Regions from separate parts of the Drosophila melanogaster genome. Here regions 2 and 3 are each linked to region 1. Evidence: chromatin contacts called from public HiChIP or PLAC-seq data. All regions are on one chromosome and are shown on one strand. Each heading gives the region's core, a stretch centred on a gene start, on an enhancer-like site or on the middle of the called end of the contact. The rest is flanking DNA. Distances are from core to core; before and after follow the strand shown.

Region 1 (3,990 bases), core at 1,011-3,510:
TGGACTCGAACGGCGACTACACGCACTTCTACTTCTGCTACAGATGGTTCCTGCTGGACTTCAAGAGGGAGCTCGTCTACGACGACGTCTTCGCCACGTGGGAGGTGATCTGGGCGGCCAAGCACATCGCCTCCGGCCACTTCGTACTCTTCCTGGCCCTTGCCCTGCTGGAGACCTATCGCGACATCATTCTCTCGAACAGCATGGACTTCACCGATGTCATCAAGTTCTTCAATGGTGCGATACATGGCATACAACTTATAAGTAAAATTATACCAATTGCTATATGGTTCTTGTGGTTTCAGAAATGGCCGAACGCCACAATGCCCAATCGGTGCTCCAATTGGCCCGGAGTTTGGTTCTCCAACTGCAGATGATCATCGAGAACAAGTAGAGAAATGGATGGGCAGAACCCAGCCGTATATGTAGCTACATAGAGCGTTATTATAGAATCTAGATTCAGTAGTTCAGTCAAATTTCGTTTGCCAAATAACACAGAAACGCACTATGAAAACGCAGACTAACAAACAAACAATAAGTAATAAGTATGTGTCGATCGATGTCTTCGCTATAAAGTATTCAAATTAGATTTGTATGCGACCAGAAACCACTGAACCTGAACCACTAATCCTGTAACTGTAATCCTAATGGTAACTTAACCATAGTAGGTCTAGTAAGTTCTTCCCAAACTCCTCAAGCATATCCCCAAAGTAAAGGAAACCAGAAAACAGGGGCAGCAAATGCATAAGACTCTGATTAAAAGAATGAAATCATATATGAAATCTAAAACCTTATACAACTGTATAGACATCTGTTACTCACACTTTGCACTCGAACAATTTGTTTTCAGTGCATTGGTATACATACGCGAAAAACATATAGTACATATGTACATATAGTATGTTTTATTATGTAGAGAAAATCAGGAGGGTGCAATGTATTTATCACGTTATATCAAAGGTTCGCCCTAGTTTATCAATATACACAACAAAAAAATTGAATTGAAGGAAAATATACATTTTACCTAACTTGAAACTTTCAATATTAAGTATTAGAAAACGTTGGACTGAGTGGTTGGTTAGATGTCTATGTCTTCAACGCTCTATTGTATGTATATTATCAAAATTTCAAGTTCTTATATTATGACACTGACCAGAAAAATTTGCAACAAAAAAAAAAAGAAAAAAAGCCTAATAATATTTTAAAGGGGCTGTATTTGCAATCGCACATCACACAAAAAAACGCATGCATCAAATTATAAATTACAATTCGTTGCAAAGTAAACTCAGTACCAGCGAAAAATATCCAATTGTGTGTAACAATCAAGTCAACAATAAGTCAAGTACACCTAAACTACCATATATACATACATATGTATCTGTATGTACATATATGGGCGGCATATCGTCCGATCTTATGTGTCTACTATATCTACATATATTATGCGCTGCCAAGCCAAGCCAAATCAAGTTCCCAGTTTTATTTAATTGTATTTTATTTTTATATACGTATATTTACAAAGCGTACGAATAACTATTTCCCCCACTGTGTGATCTCTCTCTCTACACCGAGTATAAATGTTGTGGATTATCTTTATACCCTAATTTATACTCTTTGTAAATGTACCTTTTCCCGGCCAAAGAGGAGGTGGATGACACCTTGGCTCCACTTTATCTCAATTAAAAAAAAAAAAACCACATATATACGTGTGTGTATATACATACATACGTCTGTGTATATATACACGCCCACGCAAATTGTATATGAATATATATATATACATATATATAGTTAAAATGTATACAAGTACAAAGCAAAAGACGTCGGTATGTTTGAATCGGAATTAATAAATACACATACGATATATACCTAATCGAAAACGAAGTTTGCGTGGCGGATGGCTATTTCGAGATATATGCAGATAAATAAATCCCGATCCATCAGCTGTTCAGGTGAATGGTGCACCTGTTGCCACAGAACTGGCAATGGGGTAAACAATCTCTCCTTATCGAGCGATAAGACGGACCTTCCCTGGGGAGTTTCTATTCCTGGCCTTCCGCCGTTGCCAATGGCTCAGAACTATTAGATAGATTGATTATTTACTCTACAATATACATATTTCCGATTGGCCGGCGGATGTATGAAGCGCAGTTGCACTGGAATTTTTAATTATTTAATTATTGCATTATGGAATTCTCTCTTTCCTATATCTTTCGCAATATTATCAGAGGGTAGCACCTACTCAATATTCACAATAATTCGTTTTTCGATTTGCAGTGTAGCTGGTGCAACGAGGGAACTACGCCGCCTTATCTCGAGGGTTTCTAATACCTTGCGCCTATTCTCTTTAATTTTTGTTTATTCGACTCCCAGTCGCATTCGCATTCACATTTTCTACGCATCCACGACCTAGAGTATATAAGTTGGAGCAGCTGCATCATCCAGTTCATTCACTGGCTTAATTCAGTGGAGTTCGGATCTCGTCATGTCGGTGTCGTTTTTGGCCAGTTTACTGGGACTCAGCAATGACGAGGATCAGCTGCAGGTGGCCTTTGATGAGGTGCTCAAACGTAGAGGTTAGTTTAAAATCAATGTTTTGAAAGTTGAATTATAAGAGTAAAGTAAATTTAATTTAATTGTGATAATTAATTAATTTCTTCTTTATAAATATATATTTTAAAAGCAGTAGACAAAGTTGTAAGTTTAGTAAGTGTAAGGAACTCGAATTATTCTAGTTCTATTCTATGCTAAAAAAAAGAACATAATGAAGGACGGGAGAAGTTTATAAATCTGATAAACTCTCTTGGAAACTTTCATTTGTTTATTTAAAAAATGAAGTGCTTACTCCCAACATATCACACGATATCTAAAATATCTAAATATCTAAAAATCACACGATATCTAAAACTAAATATCTAATCCGATTTCTTTGGCCAGGCAGTGATCTAAAAAACTTTTAGATAAATAATAAATATTAAGTCAGAAATATTTTTTTTCTTAATTGTTTATAAGTCCGTTACTTGATTTTCGCACTAACGCGTATCACTACTGAGCGCGCAGAGCTTTTCGTTGATGAAATCCACTACGTAAAGCTCGCTCTCCCCACAATTCACCACTTCACTACGTACGACTTCTTGCCCCGCCGCCAGCTGATTTAGATTCGATCCAAGTTGTTGGCTCAGTGGAATAGCTGCAGTTGCCCACCGACCGTGTTTGTGGTGAGTTCAGGGGTGTGTTGGGTGTAGTGCTGCTATGCGGCTTTCCGTGGAGATTCTTCGGTGATCTTTGGACCGGCGCCCATTTATTTGTTTTGAAGCCTCCTCTAACCACTGCAAGCACCTTCTCTTTGCAGTTCCCTCCAGACAGCCAACCAACCTGAGGATGTCCGCTCCCATTCGCTACTACTATGACCTGATGTCGCAGCCCTCGAGGGCGTTGTTCATTATCTTCCGGCTGAGCAACATGCCCTTCGAAGACTGCGTGGTTGCCCTGCGCAATGGTAAGGGTAACCGGTGTGCGGGTCAAAGTGTGTCCATGTGGTGGACAGGAGTGCCAATACCTCACGTATCTCAAACGAAGTACAGAACGTAACGTCTTTTTCACTGATCAATACACAATCATTTTGCGCTTTAGCCACATTTAACAATTGTACCTTGATAAAAGGATTTATCCATAAAATATTATTTAGTTTGTGAATAAGTGCGTTACGTTGATACAACTGTTAGTTTAATAGTTTTGGTAACATCTGTGCTTTTTTTTTTGTATGGCTCCACCCGCCACTGCCACCGCCACCACCATTTATGGGTGCAATCTAATCTCGACTACGGTCTTTGCCCCACAGGCGAGCACTTGACCGAAGACTTCAAGAAGGAGATTAACCGCTTCCAGCGTGTGCCCTGCATCCACGACAATGGCTACAAGCTAGCGGAGAGCGTGGCCATCCTGCGCTATTTGAGCGCCAAGGGCAAGATACCGGAGCACCTCTATCCC
Region 2 (3,990 bases), core at 394-2,893, 210 kb before region 1:
GATGCCACGCTCCACCAGCTGGCCAATCACCTCCGGGTCGGTGACCTTCTCCGGCGCCAGGGTGATGATTTTAATGCGTTCCAGCGAGCCGTACGTCTCCTTCAGCGTGCTGAGTCCCTTCAAGCGAGGCAAACGAAAGGTTACATTTGAATGATCTCTCTGCAGATGTTGGATATCAGGGTATCAGCAATGAAAACTGGTCTCCCACCTTATCAATGGTCTGGATGCAGTGCTCCGGATGCGCGCCCTTTTTCTGCGGATTGATAAACGGACCCTCCGCATGGATGCCCAGTATGCCGGCGCCCTTGGGAACCTCTGCGGGAATGCGCGGCAGGATGGTGTGGTAGCTGTCGCTGGGCGAGGTCACCAGCGTGGGACAGAAGGAGGTGACTCCGCTCTTGACCAGGCCGCGTGCCACCGTGGCCACGCCCTCCTCGATGGTCTCCGTGTCGTACGAGAAGTCCACGCCATAGCCACCTGTGGAGAATGTGAACTCGGGTTAATCAGCCATCTTTGGATTGGATTATGTTTCTGACACCACGGATTATCTCCATGGCACGATTAGCCATTGTCTTCCGAAGACAAAGAGGTCGCTTATCGCGACTTAGTTTGACCACAGTGGGTCATCGCTGCAAGTGCCCACTGTAGCCCACTTGCGGTCGAGCTCAGCAGCTTGGGGCCTGCGAAGTCACGATAAGATTAAATCGCTCCGATTACGAGTGCTCCATATTGCGGCTTGCCGCTTTGTCAACGGGTAAACAGAACGGATGACCTTGGCGGCTGATTGGAGCGCGGCGAAAGTGCCAATTAGTGGGATTCCAGGCCGAGTGGTGCGGAATTGAACCCATCAACATGGTGTTCTAATAGGAAACATGATGAAAGTGGAAGTGGGATCGGGTTTAACGACCACCGCTAGCTGCCGTTTCTTTTTTGCAAGTTTAAATTTTTGATCGTGGAACTATAAATTTAACATATATATCTATATACCGATAATAGATATAATAGTTATGGAATGCGATGCACTTGCATACATATGTAGATTTCTGCAATCTGCAGAGCCCCAAAACGAAATGTGTAGATCCTAAAACTAATCTCTTAATCTACTGCACACAATGTGGATTCCATATGGTTTCTTTCAATTGAGAGCTCAGAGACATGATGTCATACGTTTTTCACAGTGCAGCGGGGAGATGGGGTCGCGCGCGCTTCTCAGGGCTCACCATTGATCTGGAGGTCGATGTAGCCGGGCGCGATGATGGCGCCCCCGCAGTCGATGCGACAGTGGGCCTTGGTCCGCTCGTCGAAGAACACAGGCTCTGGGTTCACGATCCGACCGTCGCGAACCCACAGATCGTCGTGGATGATCCGGTGGTCGCGTACAAGGCGGCAGTTGGTGAACTGCAGCAGGCGCTGGCTGCTCGCCAGGATCTTCTGCTCCGGAGACTCTGGCTCCTCGCTGTTGCACTTAATCCGAACGTCCATTGGTGGGGGCTGCGGAGCGCAGGGGGCGGGGCTGGCGTTGCGGGCGGAATGAGCGATGGCTCGCAAATAAACAGGGGAGCGTAAACTAAACTGAAACGAAAACGAAAAACAAAAACAAAAACGAACTCAACAACAATCAGATGTTGTGCTGTCAAATAAGCTATTTTATAGCCCTGTGTTACTACTTTTGGCTATTTGCTTCGCTACATCATAATGTAGCGCAAGTAGTAGTTAAACATGACTGACCTAAAAACGAACTGTCAATTAGCGTGCAATCCCACTCTTATGCATCAAATATAGAATGATTGTTGATTAATAATAATACAGCCACATATATGGCATAAGTAGTAGTAGAATAGCTATTCTATAGCTAATTAAGCGGCAGCACTGATTAGCTGGCCAACGTGCCGCATCAATCAGCTTTTGGTCGAGGGCATTCGATTCGTGTCAATCGTTATCGATTAGATTCAAATTAATATCCACCGAATTAACTCAATTTCCGGTGACAACCTTTTGCTATCCTTCTGTTTAAACAGTTGTCGCGGCCTTGCGCCACCCCCGACCCCGTCCAATTTGTTTTTATAGCCAAAGTGCCGGCTCCTTCGATGGCATCTCGTGGACGCTGCATAAAATGGCAATATTTACCCAACAAGCCGTCGGTGAGCAGGCCGAAAATGCAAATGCAGATGATAATGACGACACGGCGCCCAAACAGCGACAACAGAGGGCTTCAGGTGACTAGGTACACTGGGAAAAATACGCGTTTTCGCTATTCATGTACACTTTATTGAAGGAAAGCTCACTAATCAAATTTTCTTTGAATTTTAAGTTGTTCGATAGTATACACACTTAATCAAGTTCGTTTTTAATTTAAAGTGGAAGCTGTTTACTAGTATAATATAATAATAATAATATACATATCAATACATAAGAAAACGAATCAAGAAGATAACACCATAATCAAGATAATAATTTTATTAGAGTATTAAATATTAGATATAAACATACTTGAAAATTCTAAAAAGTACTTTCCTTTTTATCAATTTTTCCGTTTTTTTTTAGTTACTTAATGGCTGTTATCTGATGAACTATGTTTTTCTTCCAGTGCCTCCTGTTTGACGTGCTGCTGGGTGTTGAATGTTGGTTCCTGGGAGCTGGGTGCTCCTCTGTCTCAGCTAATCCACAATGGCCGACATTTTAAATACAAATTGCAGCGCTGTTGCTGTTGTGCCCATCCAGGTTATCCAGCCCATCCAGCCGGGCCACCCACTTCCAAATGAGTTGCAATTTTTGCACACACCCAGGCACACATTGTGCAGCCGGCTCGTGGAACATGAACTGCACTCGAGGTGGGATAGGTTCGCTCTTTTTTGTCTATTGGCAACTGATTAGCATTTAAATTAAAATGTCGCAAAGTGGCCTTACCAAAATGCTCCACTCTGTGTGTGCTAGCCCCATGTTTCCCCTTTATGGCCATGGAAGTCTCTAGTGATTTGAAATCACTTGAAAGCTTGCACAACAGTATGCTTTAAACAATGCACTTCGGCAATGTTCTTAAAAATAAAATTAAAAATACCGCAATACCGCAGTTTCGAAATTATATTGTATACTTTTTTTATAATTATACCCGTTAAGTGCAGAGTAAAAGGGTACGTACACTAGATTCATTGAAAAGTATGTAACAGGCGGAAGGTAGCCTTTCCGACTATATAAAATATATATATTCTTGTTCAGGATCAATAGCCAAGTCAATCTGGCCATGTCCGTTTGTCCGACTGTCCGTATGAACGTCGAGATTTTAGGAACTATAAATGCTAGATGGTTGAGATTACAGATATGTACATATATTTTTTTACAATTTTATTCGTTTTGTAAATATGTAACTCTAATGCCCTAAAGGCGCCAAACCGGCCACGCCCACACTTTTGAACAATTTTTAAGTTTTTTTTCATTTTATTCCCCAATATCTATCGATTTCCCACTATTCACACTATCTGAGTAACGGGTATCTAATAGTCGGTGAACTTGACTATTGCATTCTCTCTTCTTTTGATCAGGATTACCTTCCAAGCTAGAAAAATTCGCCTTTTAACTGAGATATGGCAACAATGTTGAGCTGTTCTGATATAAAAGGAAACATTTTCAAATTCAAATTGATTTTCGATCAAGTTGGCTATGCTTCCATTTGTCATAATATTTCGTTTTGCCGGAATATTTAGTTCACTTTCGTTTCACTACTTGACTGAGAAACCAATTCCAGTGCTCAACGGAATTCAAAAATGCCAGAGAAATCGAACGCGAAAGCAAATCCAATTGGAAGCAACGAGGTCTTGATGACAGAGGATCCTGAGCAGTCGAGTGGATCGAAGGAGGGTTCGCAGTCCTCAGAGGCTGAGGAAGAACACATCAGCGAAGCGTTTCAGCGCCTCGAGGAAAAATTAAATGACATGGAAAGGCGGATTGCCCACGCGAGGAAAGTTAAAAGGCGTTTATTCGTTCGCCTCTTAT
Region 3 (3,990 bases), core at 714-3,213, 190 kb after region 1:
AGCGATGCCACAGCTACAGTGAGCACTCGCATTGGGCGCCTTAGACCCTAAAGAGCAATTCAAGCTCTGTAAAAACATAACTGAGCAGCAGTTGGTCCAACAGAAAATAGTTGGAATAGTTAGTTACACCGACACTCTGTAGGTTGCTGGTGTTGCATCCGCAGAGGTTTCACCGTACGTCCCACCCTGGAAAAACGCAAATCGAACTGCAGCGCGTGATTTTCGGAAGGTAAGGCCCGGAAAGTCTCGAAATCGAAATCGCCCGCCCAGAGCCACGCCCCTTTGTCAGTTGGCGGAAAACCCTTTCTGTGCGGTCGTGCGTGAAATTTAATCAAAGCAAGACTTAACCCCACGACGCCCCCCATACCAATCGGCGTCCCCTTAACCCCCATGTGAGCCATCAATGTGGCCAACAGTTTTCGGTGTCCCAAAAGTAGACGACATACAAACAACCGGAAATGTTGCACATTTGTAACTTCAGCACACTTTTCCAGAAGGAGTTGAGCGTGTGGGAAAAGTCGGAAAACTGCTCAACAGGGGACTGAGGAGTGGACGTGAAAGTTTTCCATCCGCAGCAAGTGCAAATTTCTGTCAATTGTTGTAAATGGAGTTTCCTTTCTCCTCCGAGCAGCAATTTGTTTGGTAGTGTTTAATTTTTTTACCCAAAATCAGGGGAAAGTAGTTCAATACTGGCCTCACAACAAACTGTTTTCGGGATTCACGAAAATTCAAAGTTTTAATTTCCGATAAGCAACATTTGTTGATGTTTTCGTTTGTTATAAAATAAATTTTAAGCAATAAAAAACAAAAGATACAAGCACACATAAAAGTACTTATTAACTGTAGTTAGTACTAGTTAGTTAACTTAATAATAACACGGCAAAGTTGTTAAGTTATCAGGTAGATAAGTTATACCAAAACCTATCATACTCCACATTTATTTAATTTTGTGCCAGCTTTTTGATTTGGCGCCCACTTTGCACAGGGATGCCTCCTTCGTTAGTTATCGATATTCCCTTGCAAACAGAAGAATACGCGAAAATCAAATCAGCTGAACCGCAACAACAAATGCACGTAACAGAGAAAAAACGAAAAGCAGAGGCAACGAATGGCAGAGGACAGCCAAAACGTTTATTTATAAATCATCACAGGCGACAAGAAATAAGTAATCGAAAAGAACACAATAAAAGCTAGAATGAAAAGCCCTAACAACGAGAAGTGACCATTGTCTTTGTCTTGTACTGCACCCGCTAACAAAAACAAATTTACGCTCTCTTCGCTCTCTTTGTTTTCATCGAAAGATTCGCGGTCACCGTCGCGTCACGTCATTGTTGTTGTTTTGCAGTTTCGCTTTTAATCGTCACTTTTATTTGCGGTCTACTTTGCGCTTTGGCATCTTTCTGTCACCAACAGTGGGACAAACCGAAAGCGCTGGCTCACACGTTGAATAAAAATATACATACATATTTCTAGTAGTTTTTCTGAATATGACTAAAACACAACACAACTTCAATAAATTAGGAATTAAATGTATGAATAAAACGAAATATACATACAATTGCAGTTGTTTTATTAGATATTCCAGCTAAACATTAGAACTAAGCCAAAGATAATTTTTTTGTGATGCATTGCTGTGGGATGTTATTAATTGGACGAAATCACATTTGACCATCACATTGATCGCATCACATACAAATTCAATTATTTTAAGACTTTTTAAAATTAATTTAAAAAATATGGATTTTTGTCATGTATGTAGTTGCTGTGGGGTCGCTGTGCATTCGATTACCTGGACGAAACCGCATTTGACCACCCCTCGCTAAAATGAGTTTCACTGTGCGAACTAGAACATGTGCCTCATGACATGACTGTTCAAATTCTTCGCAAAGCTCTCTTTTTGCGCTCTCTTCTGTATCTGTGTACTATCCCGCCGAAAGATCTCTCCCTCTCTCTTTTGTCTCCCGCAAACTTGCGGTTAATAAAATAAAGCACAAAAGAACAGCATACGTTGATGGGGGCGTCGTCGCCGCTCTGTCGACGTCGCTGCCTTCGTGGGGCTTTGGTCGTTGACGTAGCGTCAGTTAAAAAGCGTCGCTTGGTGGAGCTAGCAAGCGATTTTATTTATATTTTTAGACTTATTTTCTGTAATTCGCTATTTGTAAATTGTATTCGCGGTTTTTTCGCATTTCTCTTGCGACTTCTCTTTCTATCCCTCTCTCTGTGTCTTTCTGCGCGGTGCTCTTCTTCTTTTCGTTCGGCGTGGCTATTTCTTCTTTCGCCTCTTCCATTTGTTGTTGACGTCGCGTTGTTGTGCATTTAATTCTTCATTGTGGTCTGTTTTAGTCATTTTTTTTACATATTTTTTTGTAGTTGTCGTTTCAAATGTGATATAATTAGTTAAGTATTTATTTATAAAACACGCGACGCCGAGAAAAGCCAGAAAGCCCGATAAAGGGACATTGAGGATTGCTAACAAAACAACAACTACAACGATTGGCGGAAAAGAGAGCAACGCAAAGGAGCTACAAAAACAACAAAGACAAAGAGAATCAACAAATAACGGCAAAGCCCCACGCGGAGGAGCGCCAAAACGATAAGAAAAAAGTAGAGCTAAAGCAAAAGCAGAAACAGAAACAACCATAAAACAACGGAAAATGCAGAATATTATTAAACCGCGCAGATAAAATAAAATTTGTCAACCACATTGTTCGAAAGCCCCGACTAAATAAATTGAAAACAAAACTTGAAGAAAGACTATCGGACGATCTTCGAAGAAGAAATATTGCTGGGAAAATAGAACGCTCTTAAGAGAAATGAAATCAGCGAAGTTCAAATAGATTTCCAACAGGAGTTAGAAATGAATTGGATAAATTAAAGATCTCTGTGCAACTAAAAAACACATCAGAAATACGAAGAAATCAAAGAAGCATCATTACAAAAAAAAAAAAAAAATACTATTGAATTTTCACTGAATAAATACATTTAAAAGCTCTTTAGTACTTTATATATATATGAAATCAGAGAACAACTAATAACTTTAGCTTAAAAAACATAGCAAGTTAACTACGGTCGTATAAAAAATACCATATCCGGAGTCATTGTGTCTTACAACAAACAGACGATCAAAACAAAAGCGAAGAGGTCACAACTGCTGGAATAATCTGAAATCTTAGATCGGTCAATCCAAGGCACTATCCGCATATCCCTCCACGATTCAGCCACCGCTGGACCTGACTGCGGATCCCGAGTGCGAGATGGTGTACTCCACGAACATCCTGCTGGCGATAGTGACGATCCTGACGGGCGTGTTCATCTGGTCCCGGCGCACCTACGTCTACTGGCAGCGCCGGCGGGTGAAGTTCGTCCAGCCGACCCACCTGCTGGGCAACCTGAGCCGGGTGCTCCGACTGGAGGAGTCCTTTGCTCTCCAGTTGCGCCGCTTCTACTTCGACGAGCGGTTTCGCAACGAGCCCGTCGTGGGTATCTATCTGTTCCACCAGCCAGCCCTGCTTATCCGCGATCTCCAGCTGGTCCGCACCGTTCTGGTTGAGGATTTCGTCAGCTTCTCCAACCGATTCGCCAAGTGCGACGGGCGCAGCGATAAAATGGGCGCCTTATCGCTATTTTTGGCCAAACAACCCGAATGGCGCGAGATCCGCACCCGTTTAGCACCAGCCTTCGCTGGCGCCAAGCTGAAACAGATGTTCTCGCTGATGGAGGAGGTGAGTCACTCAACCAGCCGGGTCCAAGTTGCAAACTCCCGCTCCCAGGTCCACGACACACGTTCGGAACTCTTACACCGACCAACACAACACACATTTCCACGCTTAATCGCGGGGCCCGATTGAAGAAAAAAATAACCAACAATACTATTTTACTCTGGTTTGACTTGTAATTACACCGATTCCATTTAAAGATAGGAACTGCCTGTTATTCAAATCGAATTCCATTCCCTTACAATCGAAGTGTTTCGCCGGCATATCGTTTTGG

Evidence for each region. HiChIP or PLAC-seq counts read pairs in DNA pulled down with a chosen protein or histone mark.
Region 2: a POLR2A S2P HiChIP or PLAC-seq map of the Kc167 cell line shows a contact between it and region 1, with 4 times the contacts expected there. The contact joins the promoter of CG17065 here to the promoter of GstT3 in region 1. A contact is called at or near these places in 10 of 107 Hi-C or Micro-C datasets (the D17-c3 cell line, the Kc167 cell line, the S2 cell line and 2 more) and 1 of 6 datasets of contacts at active chromatin or transcription factors (the Kc167 cell line).
Region 3: a contact with region 1 is called in a Psq HiChIP or PLAC-seq map of the Kc167 cell line, with 2.5 times the contacts expected there. The contact joins the promoter of Cyp6v1 here to the promoter of GstT3 in region 1. A contact is called at or near these places in 3 of 107 Hi-C or Micro-C datasets (all in the S2 cell line) and 1 of 6 datasets of contacts at active chromatin or transcription factors (the Kc167 cell line).

The regions. Positions count from the first base shown.
Region 1 is chrX:20,465,195-20,469,184 of dm6, forward strand. It overlaps GstT3 (Glutathione S transferase T3), which reads left to right and starts at 2,261. Exons shown (of 5, transcript NM_001298566.1): 1 at 2,261-2,576; 2 at 3,013-3,218; 3 at 3,353-3,499; 4 at 3,842-3,990. The coding sequence starts at 3,382. It overlaps tbc (trabuco), which reads left to right. Exons shown (of 9, transcript NM_001298565.1): 8 at 1-237; 9 at 306-1,871. The coding sequence ends at 394.
Region 2 is chrX:20,255,556-20,259,545 of dm6, forward strand. It overlaps CG17065, which reads right to left and starts at 1,644. Exons shown (of 4, transcript NM_001298559.1): 1 at 1,221-1,644; 2 at 209-477; 3 at 1-117. The coding sequence starts at 1,482. CG42577 reads left to right here and starts at 3,684. Exons shown (of 1, transcript NM_001169335.2): 1 at 3,684-3,990. The coding sequence starts at 3,762.
Region 3 is chrX:20,655,159-20,659,148 of dm6, forward strand. It overlaps Cyp6v1 (Cytochrome P450 6v1), which reads left to right and starts at 1,964. Exons shown (of 4, transcript NM_001298570.1): 1 at 1,964-2,144; 2 at 2,371-3,722. The coding sequence starts at 3,255. It also overlaps asRNA:CR45466.